Regions from separate parts of the Pan troglodytes genome. Here region 1 is linked to region 2. Evidence: chromatin contacts called from public HiChIP or PLAC-seq data. All regions are on one chromosome and are shown on one strand. The core of a region is the stretch at or near the end of the contact, and the rest is flanking DNA. Distances in the headings are between cores, read along the strand shown.

Region 1 (6,511 bases), core at 3,572-6,071, 730 kb before region 2:
GTAGTCAAATAGCTTTTGACAAAGAGACAAGAGGAATACAATGGGAAAAAGATCATGTTTTAAACAAATGGTCATGGAACTGGACAAACAAATAAGTGAAACAACTTGTACTTCTCTCATTTTATACAAAAATAAACTCAAAATGGAACATAGATCTAAAAATAAAATTACAATATAAAACTTGGAAAAAAAATTGGAGAAAAATCTCTCTGACCGTGGATTGAGCAAAGAGTTCTTAGATACAATATTCAAATTTTAAAAATTAATAATTTGGACTTTCTCAAAATTTAAAATTCTATACTTCAAAAGTAATGAAGTATAGAAGTTATGAGGATGAAAAGGCAAGCCAGAGTGGAAGAAAATCTTCGTAAATCACTTATCTGACAAAGATAAAGGACTATATAAAACTTTTGGGGCAGCGGCTCATGCGTGTAATCCCACCACTTTGGGAGGCTGAGGCAGGAGAATCACTTGAGCCCAGGAGTTCTGAGACCAGCCTGGGAAACACAGTGAGACCCCATCCCTAAATAAAAAAGGAAAAAATAATAAGATAATAATAAATTCAGCAATAAGACAATAATCCAATTTAAAAATGGGCAAAAGTTTCAGACACTTTACCAAAGATAAACAGATGGCAAATAAGCACATGAAAAGATGCTCAACATCCTCAGTCATGGGGGAAATGCAAAGAAAAATCCCAACGAGATACTATTAAAATGGCTAAATCTAAAGACTGACCATACCAAGTGCTGACAGGAATGTAAAGCAACTGACCTCTCATATATTGCTGGTGGAAATGCAAAGTGGTTCAGCCACTTCAAACCCAGCTTGACAATGTATTAGTTTCCTATGCCAATGTAACAAATTGCCACAAATTTAGTGGCTTAAAACAACAGAAATTATTTTACAGTCCTATAGGTTAGAAATCTGGCATATGTCTCCCTTGGCTAAAATTACTGGCAGGGCTGCTTTCTTTTCTGGAGCCTCTTCAAGATTCTAGACACCACTCATATTCCTTAGTTTGTGGCCTGCTCTCCTCCATCTTCAAAGCCAGCAACTTTGCACTTCTCTGACCAATTGTTACATCTTTTTTTCCTGACTCTACTCTTCTGCCTCTCTCTTTCCTTTTTTAAAGATTCTGTGATACACTGGGACCACCTGAATAATCCACAATAATCTCCCTAAAGTCATCTGATTAGCAACCTAAATAAGCCTTTGCCACATAAGCAAACATATTCACAGGTTCCAGGGATTAGGATATCTTTGAAGACCTTTATTCTGTCTACCACAGATAGGTCTTTTTTAAATTTTAAGATAAAATTAGGCTATACCTACCATATTACATCTACTTAAGAGAAACAAAAACTTAGGTTTACACAAAAACCTATTTGCAAAGATTTACAGCCACATTATTCAGTCACAAAAAACCTGAAAACAACTCAAATGTCCTTCAACTGGTGAATGGATAGGTGATGGAACTGTTCTTTACCTTGATTGTGGTAGTTGCACAGCTCTCTGAGTTGGAATTGTACAACGAAAAGTTAAATTTCATTTCATGTAAATTAGAGTTAAATATTTTTTAAAGAAAAGAAGCAATTATATCATTTCTCATCCACCAGATTAGCAAAAATTTTAAAATCTTACGATGCCCAGTGTGGGCAAGAATGTGAAGCCACTGTCACTCATACTGTTTGCAGGAATGTAAATGATTACAGCATTAAAAAGGGTAATTTGGGTGTAGCTAGTAATGTTGAAAACACATATCAACCTATTATCAGCAATTCCACTTATAGATAGGTATACATACATTCTAGGAAAGTGTCCACACATGCGCTCAAGGAGACATGCACAAAGATATTCATTAAACATTGTTTGAAATATTAAAAAACTGAAAATTCTTCAGTAGGGGAATGAATTGCAGTTAGTAGTTATTAAAAAAGAAAACGGAAAAAATCCATGACAGAAAGAATCCTGCCAGTTAAGTGATTTGGAAAAGGCAACTTATTGGTTTATCTAACAATGAGACATTCTGAGAAGAGCACTGAATTTAGAATATGGAGACTTAGAATATGGAGAACAGCATTTTAGCATTCGTGTAGTTCCAAGTCTGCCCCTAACTAGCAGTCAGACTACGGATTACTTAACTCCTGCAAGCCTCACTTTCTTTTTCGTGGAAAATGAAGAGGTTAGACTATATAACCACTAAGATTACTTCCAACTCAACGATTCTATGATTCAGTAAGTATATGATCAAAAATTATAAGGGCTGGGCGCGGTGGCTCACGCCTGTAATCCCAGCACTTTGGGAGGGCGAGGCGGGCGGATCACGAGGTCAGGAGATTGAGACCATCCTGGCTAACACGGTGAAAACCCGTCTCTACTAAAAAAAAAAAATACAAAAAATTAGCAGGCGTGGTGGCGGGCGCCTGTAGTCCCAACTACTCGGGAGGCTGAGGCAGAAGAATGGCGTGAACCCGGGAGGCAGAGCTTGCAGTGAGCCGAGATTGCGCCACTGCACTCCAGCCTGGGCGACAGCGCGAGACTCTGTCTCAAAAAAAAAAAAAAAAAAAAAAAAAATTATATTCTGGCGGTGGCTCACGCCTGTAATCCCAGCATTTCAGGAGGCCGAGGCGGGTGGATCACCTGAGGTCAGGAGTTCGAGGCCAGCCTGGCCAACATGGTGAAACCCCGTCTCTACTAAAAATACAAAAATTAGCCGGGTGTGGTGGCGAGCACCTGTAGTCCCAGCTAGTCGGGAGGCTGAGAGCAGGAGAATCACTTGAACCAGGGAGGTGGAGACTGCAGTGAGCCAAGATCGCGCCACTACACTCCAGCCTGGGCAAGAGCGAGACTATGTCTCACAAAAAAAAAAAAGAAAAGACAATTATATTCTATATAAGCACATATGTCAAGATACTATTTTTTTCTAGACACTCTGAAATCAGAAAATATCAGAGAAATAGGGCATTTCAGTATAATAATATATAAAATTGATCAAATTTCTTGGAATGGGTGATAAATTTTATTTTTTCCATGACACAGCCCTCAGGAGATCCTGAAAACACGTGCCCCTGTGATGAGATTTTTAATCAAAATCATAATTCAAGATCATGTAAAAGCTAAACCCACTGTACTGACTTGGGTCACCCTCAAGTAGAACTTATATATTCTCTCCCGTTTTAACATTCCAAAACAAGTTAATGTTAATCAATCCACCTTAATTTGTCAAGTTCAAGTCCGTCTTGCCAAAAGTAATTCAGGTACATGGTAAAATTTACCAGATTTTTAAAGATAAAATAATGAATTGCTTTTCCTATTTTTGCCTGTTTTATCTATAAATCTCTTACATTATAATTTAATAGCTCATCCTGCCGCAAATAGAAAGCCTATAAAACCTATCCACAATAGCTATGTCCACAGGGATCTAGTAAAAAAAAAAAAAATCGTAGTTCTTAATTCAAGGAAGCTTATTTAATAAGTTTCATTACCACCAATACTTCAAAGACACCAATAACCAACACGTCATTTGTTCCTATTGCATAATTTAACAGGTTATTAACTTCTGGTATAATCCAAAAGCATAATTAGTAAACTATCATTAAAACATGATATTGCTTTTTTAAAAAATCAGAAATATTAACACCTTTCACTGCGTCAGTCAAATCAAAATTTCAAAATTTTTGTTCAATTGACTTTCCAAATCTAAATTCTTACTATTCTAAACGAGTATGGAGACAAAACACACACTCCATACTACATCTAAAAACTTCCTAGCCATCAGATTTTAATTTTAGCATAAACTGCCAAGAAAAACCTTTTGACCGAAACCTACATTCCGTACACATTACTGTATGTCAATCAACAGAAGGTGAGTTATGATCATTAGAAAGTTACATAATTTACTACAAAGATCGTTTAAAGCAAACTTCATTAAACGTAGGTTATAACAATTTACAGGCTTCAAAGTTCAACGTGCAACCTTAAAGTATCAGAAACCATGAACAAAACTAGGCTTTTCTTTAAAAGTGGTCACAAGGAAGCAGGAACTGTTTGCGTGTTTAAGAACGCAAAGAGCAGAATACCAGCAGCTGAGTCAGGCAGAGGAACGCTGACTACATTCTGACTTCTAAAGGAAAGCGTTCCCTCGCCGATTTCCCAGACCCGGCCGGGAGAAAGTCCCGCGCGTCGCGACCTCGGAGAGAGGGCGCAGGGGGCAGACGACTCCCCGCCGCGCCCCCTGCACCTCGGGCTCGGCTGGCTGTGGCCCGCGCCAAGGTGCATGCCCAGCCAAGCAGAAGGAGCGGGCACCGCGCAGGCAGCGTTGCTCCGAGGGACAAAGGTTGGGCTCACACCCTCCACGGCCGCAGCTCGCGCGCCCGAGGAAGCCCGCCTGGCTGCCAGGGGTCTCCCGCTGGTCGGAGTTTGCGCAGCGTGTGGGGGAAGGGGAGCCCGGCCGCCCGCCCCTCCCCCGCCGCGCTCCCAGGGACCTGTTGATTAAGATCTCTACAGCCCAGCCGCCGCCGATCCGCCTCTTACCTCCAAGCCTCGGCTCCGCGGAGCCTCCCGCCCCGGCCGCTCCTACGCACTGCAGAAGCGACAGCCCTCCGGCGGCCCTTGAAATTCCGGATAAAGAATCCAGAAACTCCCGACTCCCCACCTCAGAATCCTTAGTCCCCGCCCCCGCCCCACCGCCTGCCTCCTCCGTCGCCGCCGTCACCGCCGCAGCCGCCAGCAACTCCACTTCTAGACCGCGCGAGACCGGCCCCTGCGGCCGTCGCGAGACCGCGCACGCGCCCCCGGGACTCTGGCGCAGTGGGCGCGCGGATCCGAGTCCCACCCCGCCCGTGAGAGGCTGGCGCGGCTTGCCCAATCCCGAGCCGGAGCGGAGAGAGCGCCCGCTCATTGGTCCTCTCCGCAGCTCCAGCCGGGTGCGCGCAGTCGCGCGCCTCTAAGTCTAAAACGCGGACTGCTCCGGGCTAGCTGGCCCGGTGGAGCCCCTTCGGGATTTGGCCGGCGGGCTTTGAGGGGACGCGAGGCTTCCCTGGGTTTCTACATCCCTTGGCTCTTGTCTCTGGATGACGTATCCTGAAGAAAATCTGATTCCTCTTGAAGAGATTCCTCATGTCCTGTCAAGTTAGTCACCCAATCTAACATTTGTTTTTTTTAAAAAATGACATAAACACCTGGATGTGTGCAGTGTCCCGCAGAAGACTGCATAAAGCCAGCAGCTGCACTGATTTCTGAAAACCAGAAAGCAAGGATAGCAAGGACTAGAACTATTTCCCAGAAGTCTCCCGAAGGGACAGAGTTACGCAGATCAGCCCGTGCTCCGGGCATGGCTGGCGCCCTCGGGACCTGGATGTGCCACCCTTGGAATGGGGCAGGACTCAGGCGGGTGCGGGCGGAAGTCAGAGCAGATTGGAGGACGTTCTAAGGAGAAACACCAGCAATGTGTCTCGACACTTGCAATAAAAGCCCTCGGATGGTCTCTGTCTTGACAGTACCTTCCGAGCAAGCCCATTCCACATTTGAACACTTGCAAGGTTTGTTAATCGACCTCTCCTTCTATGAGGCCAAACTATGCCTATGACTCCAGCCCGGGGGCACAGTTTCCCCCAGGGGCACAGTCCTCCCTGAAAGCCTTCGTATATGCCATTTCCATTTCTCTCGGTTTTCCTCATTTTGTCCCACGGTGTTTTTCCATCTCGCAATGTCCTCAGGTCCTGATTTTCAAGCTCTTTCACATTCTTCCCCATTACGCTCCTCTGGACAGCCTATGGGTTGTTGGTGTCCCTCACTAAGGACACTGTGATGGCCTGAACGAAGCAAACCGTTGTTCCTGGTGGTAAAGATCTTTGGGGATGCCTACCCTTCCCAGACTTGTTATCCTTCTCAAATCTGATCAGCATTCTGTCCAAGTGTTTAATAAGACAGAGCGGAGGACAGAACTCTGCTGCATGCCACTAAAGACCTTAATGCTCCTGCCATCAAAAATTTCTCACTAGGCTTCGAATACAGGTGGACGACACAACCGAACTGTCTTCTTGGCCCATATTCCTCCATAAAGATGCCATGAGAACTGGTGAAATGCCTAACTGAAATCCAGATAAAGTCTCCAGGATTCCTAGAAACTATTAGCCATACCCCAAAAGAAAAAACGGTTACTGTGTGTGACTTACTTCCTTTTCTAAGTTCTTTTGTTTTTGTTTTTGTTTTTGTTTTTGTTTGAGATGGAGTTTCGCTCTTTTGCCCAGGCTGGAGTAAAGTGGCGCAATCTCGGCTCACTGCAACCTCCGATCCCCGGGTTCAAGCGATACTCCTCCCTCAGCCTCCCCAGTATCTGGGATTACAGGTGCCAGCCACCACGCCCGGCTAATTTTTGTATTGTTAGTAGAGACGGGGTTTCGCCACATTGGCCAAGCTGGTCTTGAACACCTGACCTCAGGTGATCCACCTTTCTCAGCCTTCCAAAGTGCTAGGATTACAGGCGTGAGCAACCGTGCCCCGCCTC
Region 2 (6,494 bases), core at 443-2,942:
ACCACAGCAGAAACCCCTACAAATCCGCTTGCTGTTCATCTTGGAAGTCATGCCCTGCAGCAACTGCCGATCGCCGAAGTGACGGATATTAACCAAATTCAGCGCAACGGAATCAGACTTGCAGAACACACACGGCTTTCGCGAGGGAGGGAAACGCGACCCGGGAAAAGTACGCTCCTCACCAGCCTCGGGACGCTCTACCGGGGTGGGGGTTCCCAGAAAGGAGGGGGAGAGGAGCCCCAGTAGGGGAATCCTGCCCTCTCAAGTAAAAAGCTGGATCCCCCGGCAGCAGGCTGCAGCCCGTCCTCGCTAAGGAAACGACGAGTCAGACAGAGGGCCTTTTGCTCGGAAAGGCAGAAGGCAGACACTTTCCGAGGTCCGGACGCAAGCCGATCCCCCATCCCCCGAGGGAGGCGAAGGGTGCCCCATGGGTGGCTGAGGGGACGCCCGGCCCGCGAGGGACAACCCGAGGAGGAGCAGTTTCATCTGATTAACACCTGAGTCTCGTCCAGGCAAGCACAGATACTGGCGTGGGGCCGCCCAGGTGGGGGGAAGGGAAGGAGAGGAAGGGGGTGGAGATGGGATTCCCCCCTCTCTCTGAAGAGCACTAGCGGAGGATGCGCCCAGGCCAGCCGAGAGCGGCATGCTTCAGACTGCGGAGCCGGGATCCCGCCGCCTGCACCGACAGCGCGGAGCCCCGCAGCGCCCTCCGCACCGGCCCCTCGGTCCCCGGGGGCCCAGGACTTTGCTTCCGAAGGCGCTGGGGCCTAACATCCCACGGGGTCGACCCCGGCTCCTGGCGCCTGGGGGAGGGGACCCGCGGGAACACCCCCAATCTCCGGCGGTTCTCAGCGGTTGTAAAATGCACCCCCGCGGTTCCCTTCTTCAGCCTTCCCTCCTCCCGAGGCCGTAGAGAAGGGCCACCACAGGCGAAAAGCCTAAGGCAATGCAGGGACAGCAGCCTCATAGGTCCCGGACCTCCTCCCCCGGTTACCTGTAAGGACTCCGACACGGATTTGATGGTCGTGGTTAGTAAGGATCATTCCCTCGGTCGCCATGTTTCCCAGCGCAGTCACCGCACTGACAGGAGCCGGGAGAAACCGGAGCCCGGAGCGCGCGGGCCGGGAGCGCGCTCGCCGAGAAGAGCGCGACAGCTAGGGAGCCAGAGAAGCGCGAGGAGAGCGGGGAAGGAGGGGGAGGCCGCAGAGTGCTCGGTGGCCTGCGTAGGGGAGAGGCCGCGCCGGGAGTGCGCGGGTCCGCGGGAAGGGGAGGAGTCAGGGCGCGCGGCCCCAAGTCCGGCAAGAAGGAGGCAAGCTTGGGGGGCGCGGTGGCCGCACGGGGAGAGCGCGCGGAGGCGGCAGAACGAGGCCGGAGAGAGTCGGAACGCTGTGCGGAGCGCGAGACCCAAGGCAGCTAGATGGCAGGACTGAGAGGAAAGGATAGCACACGCTCTAGAGGTTGCGGGGGCGGACTCGGGGACAAGGGCGGAGCTACACCCCTAGGCGTGGAACTCGTGGAGAGTGAGGGGAGGAGTGAGAGCTCGGGTGCTGAGTATTGGGAGCGGGAAGGAGCCGGCCCAGCCTGAGTAGGTCCGCGGATCGCTCCTGGGCGCGCGAGTAGCACCGGATTGGCTGAGTGAACGCGGAGCGTGTGCGCGCGAGGCACGAACGCAACCTCGGCCGGGCCCCAGACAGAAGCAATCCCCTGCCGAGCCTGACACCTCGTTGGTTGTCCGCGCCTTAGGCTGGCTCTCGCCGGCGGGCCGGCTTTCTAAGAGGGGACCGCGGGGGGAGCGAGGCTGGCTCAGCACGCCGGGCCTCCTCTTGCAACCCTCGGGAGCGGCCGGCCGCCCCACTGAAAGCGCTGGGGAACCGAGAGGTGTCTTAGAAAGCGCAATGAGTGGCAGAACGGCGGCTACTATGACACAGAGGCCGCCGTGGGCGAAGAGGGAGGTATCCTGTCCTGCCTCGTGCTAGCCGCTGGCTTCCTCAGTCGGCTCTCCCTGAAGGAGGAGGATTTCCGCTTCACCTGTGCTTTAGGATTCCATCTCCAGTCAGTGCCTGCAAGATGATCCTCACGTGCGAAACTGAGGAGTCTGAGGCAGGGCAGCTGGAGTGGAGATACCTGGCTTCTCTTCCTCCTGCTGTCCCACGGTTTTGTGGCCTTAAGCCTCTTCGCCATGAGCGCTGCTTTTAGATGAAAAGCATCAATCTCCTTAGCGAACGAGAACGTGTTCCACCTGAACCACAGTCCATTGCCGCGGCGATTTTCATTTCAGTATTCGTGGGATGTGAGATTACCATGAAAGTAGCTTTTGTTGCCATTTATTTCCATGTGCCTTTCATGAAACGTGTTATTAATCACCTGTGGCTATTCTACGTTAGTTTCTTACTATCGTTCTGGACCTTTCAACTTCTGAATTTTAAAAAGTTATATGCGTGTGTGTGTGTGTACACACACTCATATGTATATATTTTCTCTTCTTAGCTGTAGTAACCTGGAGGCATAAAAGTGAAAAAGCGAAGTATTAAAAAATGTATATCAGTGTTTATACACAAATTTCAAAGTCACTTTGATAGGTTTTTTTTTTTGGTTTTAGTTTTGGGTTTTTTTGATCCGGAGTCTCGCTCTGTCGCCAGGCTTCAGTGCAGTGGCGCGATCTCGGCTCACTTGCAACCTCTGCCTCCCAGGTTCAAGCGATTCTCCTGCGTCAGCCTCCCGAGTAGCTGGAACTACAGGCGCGTGCCACGACACCCAGCTAATTTTTGTGTTATTAGTAGAGACGGGGTTTCACCATGTTGGCCAGGATAGTCTCGATCAAGATCTTGACCTCGTGATCCGCTCGCCTTGGCCTCCCAAAGTGCTGGGATTACAGGTGTGAGCCACCGTGCCTGGCCGATTATGAGTTTTTTATTGTTCCGTTGGAACATGAAATTACCCATCCTCTGAAGATTCACGTGCTTATGTATTTCATTTTAAATAATGGGGCCTACAAAGTAGATGATGGATGGAATTGAAGTGGGTAAAATAAATTAATGGCTTTTTTGCTTTTGTTTTTGTTTTTAGTATGTGTATTGCTGGTATTTTTGACAGTAATTAAAAATTTAAGCCAGGTCATGAACTCATTTCCTGTCATTGTCACCTTAGATCCTGGTGGCCAACGGGTTGTTAACTAGTTTGAAATGAGAGATAAAGATAAGAAAGTATGTCCAAGAGAATGATTTCCGTTATGTCAAACTAAACATGAAGAGCAAATAGTTGGTTATATTGTTATCTTCCTAACCTATCTCTATTCTCTGCAACACACTCTAAATGATTAGAAAATATCTTGAGCTTATCGTCTATCTTACATCTATCTTAGACGTAAGGTCTAAACCTGCCCACTAACAGGTTGTGACCCTAAACAAATTTGGGCCTTTTCCTTCATCCTTTAAATAAGATGGTAGACTAAATAAGTACCTTTTAAGTATAGTGGTAGACTAAATAAGCACTCCTTTAATTAGAATATTCTGTAATTATTCATGGAAGAAAACTGGCACTTTATTTCACAGATCAATAATAAGAGGACAAGAGACTAACTTTCTGCATTCATAAAAGGGGTGATGGTTAAATTCATTAAAATTTAAGTGGGAAGGGTGGATATGAATTAAATTTTCTAAAGCAGCAGTCCCCAACATTTTTGGTACCAGGGACCTGTTTTGTGGAAGACAATTTTTCCATGGATGGAGATGGGGAGGGTTGATGGTTTCGGGATGAAGCTGTTCTAGAACACCGCAGATCATAAGGTATTAGATTCTGATAAGAAGCCACAACCTAAATCCCACGCATCCGCAGTTCACAATAGGGTTCATGCTCCTATGACAATCTAATGCAGCCACTGATCTGACAGGAGGCGGAGCTCAGGCAGTAATGGTTACTGCCTGCTGTGTGGCCTGGTTCCTAATAGGCCACGGATGGGTACCTGTCCATGGCCCAGAGTTTGGGGACCCCTGTTCTAAAGTATATGGAGGTTTATTAACATTCATTATGTTTTACTGACTAAGTATTAAAATTCCTAAAAAATAATAATAGAACTAAATTATAATGTTTGTCTTTCAACCGTTTTTCTTAAGTGTATTCATCTTTCTCAAATTCAGCAACCTTTTACAAACCTTACAAAGGAAAAACGCAGTGACTTTACTGTCTAGAGTGAACTTTTACTGATGGTTATTGAATGAATATTATAATATGTACACACTATTACTCTTGTTACAGTGTGACATTCTTCAGAATTCATCCTGGAATCAATATTATGCCAAAGAAAATTTTCTGAAAGGTAGGAGAGAGTGCCATTTTCCAAATATTGATAAATGTCTCAGGAAACATGGGACATGGGGTGTGGTGTGGGTTGGGGTGGGAATTTGTATGTAAATAATTAGAAGTGCCCAGGGAGTTATTCTTTCCATTCTTAGGGTTTTCATCATGAAAACTACAAGAGTTTCCATTAACCATCCAAGACAACATTAAAAAAAAGGTTAACATGTGGCTTTCATTACAATTATCATGGAATGAAACTTTATATTTCAGTAGAAATGAAGTTATTATTGTTATTATTATTTTTTGAGACAGTCTTGCTGTGTCAGCCAGGCTGGAATGCAGTGGCGCCATCTCAGTTCACTGCAACTTCTGTCTCCTGGGCTCAAGCAATTCTCCTGCCTCAGCCTCCCGAGTAGCTGGGATTACAGGTGTGTGCCACTATGCCTTGCTAATTTTCGTATTTTTAGTAGAGATGGGATTTCACCATGTTGGCCAGCCTGGTCTTGAACTCCTGACCTCAGGTAATCCACCTGCCTCGGCCTCCCAAAGTGCTGGGATTACAGGCGTGAGTCACCGTGACCGGCCTGAAGTTAGTTTTTTCCTAGTACTGGTATATTTACACTTAGCCCACCAGTTAACTCTTAGTTTTTCTGTGGTTAATCACAATTTCTTTTTTTCTTTTTTTTTTTTTGAGACGGAGTCTCTCTCTGTTGCCCAGGCCGGACTGCCGTGGCACTATCTCGGCTCACTGCAAGCTCCGCCTTCCGGGTTCACACCATTCTCCTGCCTCAGCCTCCAGAGTAGCTGTGACTACAGGCGCCCGCCACCATGCCCGGCTAATTTTTTGTATTTTTAGTAGAGACGGGTTTTCACTATGTTAGCCAAGATGGTCTCGATCTCCTGACCTCGTGATCCACCTGCCTGAACCTCCCAAAGTGCTGGGATTACAGGCATGAGCCACCGCGCCTGGCCCACAATTTCAGTATAAGCAAGGCCAAATCTCATTGGGCTTTTCTGGGTCCAGACTCTCCTCTATGTCTTTTCCTATATGTGCATACCTATGATAAAGTTTAATTATGTAGTAGTCACCGTAAGAGATTGACAGAAATAACTGATAATAAAATAGTACAATTATAACAATTTACTGTAATAAAAGTTATGTTAATGTGGGCTCGCTCTCTCTGTCTCTCAAAATATCTTATTGTATTGTACTCACCTATTTTCAGACCAGAATTAGTTACAGCAATTCTAGGGGAAAAAATACAAAGCCTAATTCAGCCAATTTAAAGTTCTTCTTGACCATAATCTATCTTTCTTTGGGGAAAAAATACATTTAAAGCAACCAAAGCTTCATCCTCACCATTTTTTAAATGGTAAAATACACATTCATAAAATTTACCATTTTAGCCATTTAAAAGTGTACAATTCAGTAGCATGAAGTACACAGTAGCCCTCCCTTATCTGCAGTTTTGCTTTTCTTGGCTTCAGTTACTCTATTTCCCTGAAGCCCACGATTGGAAACCCAGATGTCTGATGACATGCTTGGTTGCAAGCAACTGATCCTAGTTGAAGCCAAAAGAAATTCATTGGCTCATGCAGCTAACAAGTCTGGACTTGTGTAGCTTCAGGGTTGGCTAGATTCAGAGTCTGAAACTATGTCATTAGGATGTCACTTTGAGCTATGCTTTCTTCTTTGTTAACTTCATTCTCACCTTGGCTCTTCCTACATTGCAAAAAGATGGCATTGGCTTCTCTAGGCTGTGTGTGTGTGTACACACACACAAATATATATTCATATGTTTTTAAGAGAGACATGGTCTCTCTGTGTTGGCCAAGCTGGTCTCAAACTCCTCACCTCAAGATATCCTCCTGCTTCAGCCTCCCAAGTAGCTGTGATTACAGATATGAGCCACAGCATCTGGCTCTAGGGTATAATTTAGATCAGTACCCCATTATAGTAAATATTTAGTATATTTAAAATTTTTTAATCTGGAAATTTGAATATAGGTAACCTACTGTATTAGTCTGTTTTCATGCTGCTGATAAAGAGATACCTGAGACTGGGCAATTTACAAAGGAAGGAGGTTTAGTAGAGAACTCACAGTTCCACGTGGCTGGGGATGCCTCACAATCATGGCAGAAGGCAAGGAGGAGCAAGTCACATCTTACGTGGATGGCAGCAGGCAAAGAGGGAAAGA

What was found. HiChIP or PLAC-seq counts read pairs in DNA pulled down with a chosen protein or histone mark.
Region 1: an H3K4me3 HiChIP or PLAC-seq map of stem cell-derived excitatory neurons shows a contact between it and region 2, with 10 times the contacts expected there. The contact joins the promoter of PALS1 here to the promoter of GPHN in region 2. A contact is called at or near these places in 1 of 7 Hi-C or Micro-C datasets (stem cell-derived neural progenitor cells) and 1 of 1 datasets of contacts at active chromatin or transcription factors (stem cell-derived excitatory neurons).

The regions. Positions count from the first base shown.
Region 1 is chr15:65,214,083-65,220,593 of NHGRI_mPanTro3-v2.0_pri, reverse strand. It overlaps PALS1 (protein associated with LIN7 1, MAGUK p55 family member), which reads right to left and starts at 4,821. Exons shown (of 15, transcript XM_003314400.6): 1 at 4,537-4,821.
Region 2 is chr15:64,481,681-64,488,174 of NHGRI_mPanTro3-v2.0_pri, reverse strand. It overlaps GPHN (gephyrin), which reads right to left and starts at 1,692. Exons shown (of 24, transcript XM_063793576.1): 1 at 995-1,692. The coding sequence starts at 1,058. It overlaps LOC107968333 (a long non-coding RNA gene), which reads left to right and starts at 303. Exons shown (of 4, transcript XR_010151167.1): 1 at 303-512; 2 at 4,255-4,315. CCDC196 (coiled-coil domain containing 196) reads right to left here. Exons shown (of 12, transcript XR_008539253.2): 11 at 6,399-6,460; 12 at 5,522-5,544.